Linked DNA regions of Bombyx mori: region 2 is linked to region 1. Evidence: chromatin contacts called from public Hi-C data. All regions are on one chromosome and are shown on one strand. The core of a region is the stretch at or near the end of the contact, and the rest is flanking DNA. Distances in the headings are between cores, read along the strand shown. Region 1 overlaps LOC101740827 (vitellogenic carboxypeptidase). Region 2 holds the start of LOC101741675 (GAS2-like protein pickled eggs).

The links. Hi-C and Micro-C count contacts between places; a contact is called where the count stands out from the background.
Region 2: a Hi-C map of whole pupa shows a contact between it and region 1, with 1.5 times the contacts expected there. The contact joins the promoter of LOC101741675 here to the enhancer-like site in region 1. A contact is called at or near these places in 5 of 7 Hi-C or Micro-C datasets (middle silk gland, midgut and whole pupa).

The regions. Positions count from the first base shown.
Region 1 is chr16:784,369-788,856 of ASM3026992v2, reverse strand. All of the region lies in intron 1 of LOC101740827 (vitellogenic carboxypeptidase), which reads right to left. It overlaps LOC101741675 (GAS2-like protein pickled eggs), which reads left to right. Exons shown (of 5, transcript XM_038016552.2): 3 at 1,162-1,728; 4 at 4,484-4,488. Among protein-coding and RNA genes, the nearest start is that of TRNAG-UCC, 10 kb to the left of the region's middle. Within about 2 kb of position 1,621, at least 2 of the 8 cell types and tissues checked have open chromatin away from gene starts, as enhancers often do.
Region 2 is chr16:842,738-846,883 of ASM3026992v2, reverse strand. It overlaps LOC101741675 (GAS2-like protein pickled eggs), which reads left to right and starts at 1,784. Exons shown (of 5, transcript XM_038016552.2): 1 at 1,784-1,958. All of the region lies in intron 1 of LOC101740827 (vitellogenic carboxypeptidase), which reads right to left.

The DNA.
Region 1 (4,488 bases), core at 372-2,871:
ATAGTCAGATTCCTTATCCATACGAGCAAGGAGACGTTCAGATTAAATAAAATGATTGACATTCGAGAACAAGTAGTAATTCGTTTTATGTCAAGTCATTCATATCCCGGACATATTTTTGAATGAGAAAGTGGGTACCTACTAAAAACATATTGTTTGTAGCTTAGGTTCTAGTAATTGTTTTAAAGTCACTTATGCTGTATAAAATGTCTCCATTTCCATCATCTCACTTCGCTCGTAGACAAGTAAGCTTCATTAACTTGTTGAGCTTGCATAAGTTAAGTTATAAATCAAGTTACAAGGGCAGATTAGCTTGGCACACATTCCTGTCTGCATATTAACTTTGATAAATTGAAATCTACTGAAGCCGAACCTAGACCGCGTGCAGGAACGATATTGTGATTCTCCTGTAGCCATTATTAGTGGGAACACACTTTTTTTTTTTTTTTCCTGAAATTGTATGTTCCTCTCTAGATAACTCTATATGGTGGTAGGCCGAATTGAATCCAACTAATTTATAATAGGATGCTGCTTATTCCTTCCGTAAAAATAGTACATCAAAAGTAGAAAACTGTCCACGAGACGTAAAAGTTTTAATAAGAATGAAAATTCTCTATATATGTCTTCATTCGAAAATTAAGGTTGTTTGAGTTTTAATAATATAAATATAAATGCTCAATACAAATATTAACTTCTTTGTAATCGATTCATATTTACTGTCAACTATATTTTACACGCATTTAAATCTCAGTCTTATACTAAACTATCAATCTTGTATGTTAATTTAGCAGTATTTATCACACCTTTATAAAGAGTCATTATTTTAAATAATACACTCTAAGCTTAGATTACATCACTGCACTTGTATCTAATTGTGAAGCAATTATATTGCAATATAAATAATAAGGCCGTTATTTTTACTTCACGATATTGCTCCTTTGTCGTGGAAGTCATTCGTTAGGCACGTATTTTATTGGCAAAAAATTGCACCTGTCTGTGGAATTCGAACACTGGCACAGTCGCATCGGTCGATATAAATATAACGTCTTATCCTTTAGGCCACGACGACTTCAACATGAACTTAGTAATGAAGATGATTACCTGACATTAATAAAAAGCTTGAGATCAATAAGTAAAGAACTTTTCTTCTGTTTGTTACAGCACGCGAACGCCGTGAGGGACTCCGCTAAGTTGATCCTCGACGCTCCACAACCGGAGGCCGAAGATGCCATCATTCTGGCAAAAGCACTGCGCTCCCGTCCCCCGGTCAACATGCTCCCGGCCGCCAAAGCCGGCACGTTCTTCGCCAGAGACAACCTCTCCAACTTCATCGACTGGTGTCGTAAGGCGCTCGGCATTTTAGAGTGCCTACTCTTCGAAACTGACGATCTATGTCTCAGGAAAAATGAAAAGCACGTCGTTCTCTGCTTGCTCGAGGTAGCCAGGAAGGGAGCCGTGCTTGGTATGCCAGCACCTCTACTAGTGCAGATGGAGAAGCAGATTGAGAGAGAATTGGCAGGGGAAGAGTTACGGCCCGATGATTCTGCTCTAGGATTGACAGTGCCTACTGGGCCCCAGCCCCAATTGGTGACCAACGATCTGAGGAGTTTGGACGAGAGAGTCAGGGACTTGGTGGAGCGATGCTCCTGCCCCACGCAGTTCCCTATGGTCAGGGTCTCAGAGGGAAAATACAGGATTGGCGACACCAGGATGCTGATTTTTGTTAGGGTAAGTCTTTATCACAGTACACAGACAAAGGTTTAAAATTTTTCGTATTAGACAAACATTGATGGGTAGCGGGATGGGTAGTGAAATATTTTATGAGCATATTGTAGTATATTAGGGTGAAATTAGTTTCTGCTGGGTTTGAATATACTCGTATATGTTTCATTCGTGTTTTCGAAGTAGGAAATTGAAAATAAATCAAAGTAATTCTGTAGCCTCTTTACATTAAATCAACTTTATAAAAATGAAAAGGCAATTCTACGTTGAAATTTTACTTTTACGATTTTTGTTATATTATTTCCGATGTTTCAAATATATGCATAATATACTTAACAGCTTTAATGAAGTTAAGATGAGATTAAATCGTGAAATTAGTTGTAATTATGTCCACAATTCGTGAGTCAGAAGAAAATACCTACATACTTCATTACAATCACTAAAAACAGTCGCTTTCTCTGTCCCTATATCTGTCTGTCCCTATATATGCTTAAACCTTTAAAACTACGCAACGGATTTTGATGCGGTTTTTTTAAATAGATAGAGTGATTGAAGAGGAAGGTTTTTATATAGAATAACATCCATTAAATAGTGGAGAAATTAATAATAAATAACAGTTTCCGAAGCGAAGCGAGGGCGGGTCGCTAGTAATGTACAAAGCTTAGTACATGCAAGTTAATTACAACGAATAATAATACTAAGAAACGAAACACAGTGATCAAGACAGCATTCACACTTAATACTCAAAAATTGTTTTTAACTCAGCCTTGAACTGCGTAAAAACTCAATAATGATTAGTGCGAAGGCTGTTTAATAAGTTAATTAGTGATGCTTTTTTGTTAATTGCTCAAGCGAAACTAAAAATACTCAACCTTGATTCGAAACAGTGACACGGTTATGTAAAAACAATACTACACCTTAAAATTATATATATAAGTTTCGCTCAAACTGAATTAAGAGTCTGATATTCAATTTAAAAATAAGATTCTAAATAAGTCATTTATTATCTTTCCTTTTACTGGTGGTAGGACCACTTGTGAGTCCGCGCGGGTAGGTACCACCGCCCTGCCTATTTCTGCCGTGAAGCAGTAATGCGTTTCGGTTTGAAGGGTGGGGTAGCCGTTGTAACTATACTGAGAACTTATATCTCAAGGTGGGTGGCGCATTTACATTGTAGATGTCTATGGGCTCCAGTAACCACTTAACACCAGGTGGGCTGTGAGCACGTCCACCCATCTAAGTAATAAAAAAAAAATTATTAAGACGCCGCATGATAAAAACTTATATTTTCATATAGTTTAGTAGATTAGTTGAACAAGTTGCAGATTAATTATCATTTTCCATAATTAAAAGTGTCCTACATTATGATTATTAGTTTGCGTTCCAAGCTTTACCTTCAGCGAGAAAGGTAAAACTGCGCTAAAGCGGAGCGCAACACCAAACAATTACTTATAACGACTGATTAATAAAATAAAACATAATTATTTCCTTAAGTTTCAATGTAACTTCGTTCGTTGAACCCAAATATTGCAAAAGATAATTACACGCTACCAAGAGTTGTCCGTCCGCACATGGCGCCTTTCGAGTTAAAAATATATTAAAATAAAAACTTTAGATTATTTCTATAAATAACCGTTCGATACTAATTAATGAGGAATAGCTATCGTTAATTAGTGCTTTAAAGGGTATACCAGATTTTTCTGTGTGCTACACGTAGGGCTGTCTGGTATTACATGAATTATTTAATTACGCACATCATTATAAGCGGTTTTGAGATAAAAATCGATTTTCGTCGAATTTAGAAGAAGATCATCAAATTCTTTTAACTCTTCATTTACCGCTATTTCTACTTCTAAATTTTCCAAAAGCTCAAAGTTGTTGGTTATTCTTAAATTGCCTCATCCCTAGCGGCTAGGACCAAGTAATCCAAGTAGTTGCCTTAATGACGGAGCAAGTGTTCCAACGCTAGTCTAGTCTAACGCGACCAAAAAACTCACATCCATGGCCATGACGTTGCCTAATTGAAGGAATGCTTAGGCTTGAGTTTGCTAAATATTCTAATTTAACTACAGATAACTTAATTATCAATAAAGCCCTACCGGATTGTCAGCCCTACAAAAAGCATAATACTGAACCAAAAACAGGTCATCTAAGGCCACACTAATAACGTCCCATCACCATAAAAGCTAATCATCGATGATTCATACCGTATCGACTCCATGTATAGGCAAATCGATTTCATATTGAAAGCAAAATGCGCGAAGCGACCTTTTGAAAATACCAACTTGGCCAAGCCTGCACTGGTAAATGAGATCTATTCAGAACTGGATCTATTTACATTGGGTGGCATTATCAAAAATGCTCAGGACCATAATTAGTTAGGTCGATTTGAAAAGGGGGCAGGCGTCTAGTTAATTTGGAGTTTCGTTCCATATTAAGGGTTGCAAGGTGAGGTCGAAAATGTTCCTTTATGTGCTCTCGTGGCATTGAACATTCGATAATTATAGATCTTATTTTATATACGACGTGTGAACTTAAGGAATACTTTTATATAATATTTACAGTGATTGTTTCTAAAATATAACTATTATATTTTTTGTCGATTATCAAATAAGGCCAATCAATTATTTTAAATTAATTCTAATTAATAATTAATTTATTTGCAAAATATCTCGAGAGTGACATCAAAATTGACTTCCAAATGTCAATGGCATGTTCACGTCATCAGAGCAAATTGATAAATGACGTTACTCTTCTACAGATCCT
Region 2 (4,146 bases), core at 535-3,034, 58 kb before region 1:
GTTTGTGGTCGATGTACCGATATATACCGTCTACAACTCCCAAAATCTCCTTCTGAGACAAAAACTCATTCGATAAGGCTATGCGTCATGATAATCGTCTTATCGTTCCCACCGCTGAATACTCCCCGAAACCTGATCACGCAGGAGCCAGTCACCGTCGACGTCCTAGAGACGTTCTTACGGATCCATCAGATTCAATAACCTTTGCATTAGACGCCTTCAGCTCTAACACTAGGCTTAGGGATTCCGGTAACCGTACTCGTCGAACTCGACAAAGAGCTCGACGTGCAACTTAACCCATGCATCAGCCCGCTGAGTTTCTCGCCGGATCTTCTCAGCGGGTCGCGATTCCGATCCGGTAGTAAATTCATTCGCGAAGCAGCTGCTTTTGAGTTGTTAGGTCTCCTTCGGAGGCGCTCGGGCAGCTTTTAGGAAATCCCACCCCTCCTGGCTGAGCCTTTGCTCGCCCACCTGCCCTGGTGAAATTGGAAAGGCCTCCGGGCCACCAGTAATCCTTAAATCCTAAAAAAAACAAAACTTTTTAAATTGGATAGGCTATAGGATTGGATAGGCTTAGATTGGATTTTGAATTGGATATGATTTTAAATGGAACGGGATGGGCTTGCAGCAGAATCCGGGAGGAAAATCTCAATAGCCATTATGTAAGCGGCTGTCCTGACTCACAAAGAAAACGAATAGAAACAACAACAATAAAAATATACAAGATTATCTCTTGTTTAGTTTTCACGACATTACCTAAGCCTTGATTTTTAGATGAGAACAAGATTATTAAGAGGTCAGCGTGTGTGTCATTGTATTCTATACGTTCAAGGACAGCCCGATGGCCAGGCGAACCGGATTCGGTGCGAAAAAGCCGAAACGGGCAGAAATCACGACGCGAGGGAGCCAAGTGGTTGGCGTAAAGTGCTTAATTGGGATCGCCGTGTTGATGTTAAATTTGATTGGGCTGCGGCTTGTACAACGCTATTGACTATGTGAAGACTAAGACATATTCTTCGAGATAAACTTCTTTTAATGTCGATTCATATTTTTTAGTTATAAATGTGTAGTATGACGATATGTGTAAGAGGCGAGTGAGCGAATAAATGATATAGGAGTATGGAAAGAGACAACTTGTTGCGCCCACAACAGATGACTGGGAGAATGATGATATGATAATATTTTTAGTTAGAATACTATTTATTTGTTAAAATCCGTTGTATAGATATGTATATGTTAAAACAGTTGAGAGGTTTGGTTACAATAATTTTGAATCATGTTAGTTGAATGATGTGATCCTGACTTTGGTCGGGTTCCCCTCGAAATGTCAAGAAGACATGAAGATAAGAGCAAATGTTAAGACATTTTTACTGGTATGGTATGCTCTATCACCAATCGGCATCTAATGGAATCTGCCGAAATATATAGGTAGTATCTGCTTGCTTATTTCGGCGACTAAGTTCCGGCTTGTAACATGGGAGAGCTATTACACAATGCTATTGAGACTTGGACCTCATGTCTCAAAGTGGGCGGCGGCATTCATGTGTCTTGAGCTCACCAGATAGGCCGTCTTGTTAATGCAGCAATAAAAATTATATCTGTCTCATTATTATTCCGACCGAAGCCGCTGCAGACTCTGAGCGTGTGATAAATGCGCATCTCGAATGCATTCTTCATTACCTATTCACTCGTAAAAATGAAGATCTGTCTAGAAATGTGCCGCCAAGGCTGTGTTTGTGTCGCGAAACTTGCACGCGTCGTTTGCAAGCGACATATCAAGTCATAACTTCTACATAGCGTCAGTCTAATTGTAATACTGGCATCGTTCGCACGCGTGCCGAGCCGCTCCGTCTATCGACTATCGATAGTTTCGTGTAGCAATTTCGATATAGTGCTGTTGTGATTTATCGAATAGTGCTGTGATCAACGGGACCGGCTAGATTTTTTCATCGACTAAGGTTTGTGGTCGTGTTTTTTAATTGTTCGCAATTTTGTTAATTGTTTGATTTAAGTTGGGAGTATTAATTGTTTTTAAGCGAGAAAAAAAAGGTTTTTTTTGTGAAACACGTTTTTATATTTAATATTTTTTGTGTTATTAAAGTTGAAAATAATTATAATTTTAATACAAGCGTTATTCATGTATGTTTTCACCTAAAAAAAATCGTCAGAAATAATGAGTGCGCAAGACAGGTATTTGTACAAGACACATAAGCTGTAGATACTAGCTGTAGATACACCTGTCATTAAAAATGGCTCGAATTAAATATTGAACAGATGACAATTAATTGTTGAACGAAAAATATTGAATGGGATGATGATAATAAACAGGAAATTATGTCATTTCAATGACGACTTGGATCGGCACTTGTGAATAATGTATTGAAATATTGTTACATATATATTTTTTTTATTTTGTCTGTTACTCACCGCTGTGCAATTGTAATGTCGATGTAATTTTATTATCCGAGTCTCTTAAGTCTCCTAAGTTAGTTCGCTATATTTTGAGCTCCTCCTCAATAATGCTCTTTAAACTTTGAGACAAATGTCATGAAAATGTAAATTAAATGATAATTTTTAATGCAAATTCGTTTATTTCTTCACAGAGTCATTTTAACTCAAAATTATTCGGAGTTTTTAAATTATTTTTGTCTTTCGAAGTTTTTAGGAACATATTATATGCTTTAGTATACGCGGATATGCGTTCTTCTCCGGTCCTACTAGTAACGAATACAGAAATTAGATTAGGGTGAGCAATAATATATGTTTAGATAAATGATTCGTCATCTTCACGGAGTGGAGGCGCATCCACGTTGATTTTAGTTTTAAAATTAAAAGTCGTAGGTGTTTTAATTGAATTAATATATGTACCTACATTTTTGTAATGAAAACAGGTAGTTTTGTCAGCAATAAAAAAAAGAACTGCAACCGCGTTATCAATTTTAATTCCGGCTTGAAGTGCAACGTTCGGTCGCCATGCAAATTTTAGTTTTTTTTTTTCGCGATAAAATTTATCTGCTGACGTCACCGAACATCGATAATTCGGTTAATAAATGTATTATCGATAAGATTAACGATACGAATACGTTTTTGTTTTCTTTAAAACGTGTTAGTCATCGTGTGATGTAATAGTAAATAGATGGACATCACTAGAGATATTTGTTAATGTATTCTGCTTGGTACATATGTAGAGGTTACTGAAGTTAGTTCACAAATTATCTAGCGAAAGGAAACAAGCCCTGCCCTGCGTTGCAGTATGTTTAAATAACCGTCTTCAATTAAAAAAGGCTACAAAAAAAAATCTAATTATTAATGCCATATTTATTCTACACCATCGTGTAGCAGGCTTAATACAAAAACCGTAAGTTTGTGATAATCCTAGCGCGGTTATAAACACAGAGAACATTGTAGATAGCATTATATTTCAAATTAAACAATTTTAAAATCGATTTTTATCGTTCGATATCGATTAGAGTAAGGTTTTATTGTCTACCTACAAACTCTTGTCTCGCCTGTTTGTCTGTGCGTTTGTATTCGTTAATTTTTACAATGACTTAATCATTATGTATTGATTCTGTTATGTGCAATGCATCAAATATTGTTAGAGGCTCGTAATAACCTAAAAAGACTCGTTATTTTTCTCCTGATTTGTACCACTTACGTATTTAAAAAATAAAATATACTTCTGTAGGATTGGTAAGAATGGAACGTATGAAAGAGTCGTTAAGATGTGAGTGAGAGGAAACGGTAAGAAAGGGAAAAGAGAATGACAGAGAAAAGCAAGATGGCGAAGACGATTGAATGAGCAAGGCTAAAAAAGATGTCAGTAAATTTTTAATTATAATAACAATAGATTTTAGAAGAGAACAATAAAAGTGTAACAGTGGAATAGTTTTATTTGATGCGCCACGATCCCAATTTTACACTTTATTGTATCACAGTCTTCGACATTAATAGTAGCTTAATCGTATTAAACCTTAAATGCTCTAAAAATGCTTATGATTACTGACAATATTTTTTTTTACCTACTTATGTGGTCGCTTTGAGAGGCTATGCCAGCGTAACCTAACCAGTAGGTGGGCTCTCGGGGCTCTACGCTCTAACCCGGGGGCGTTGGGGCGTTGTTAACAGCGCCCCTAGTGGCAAACG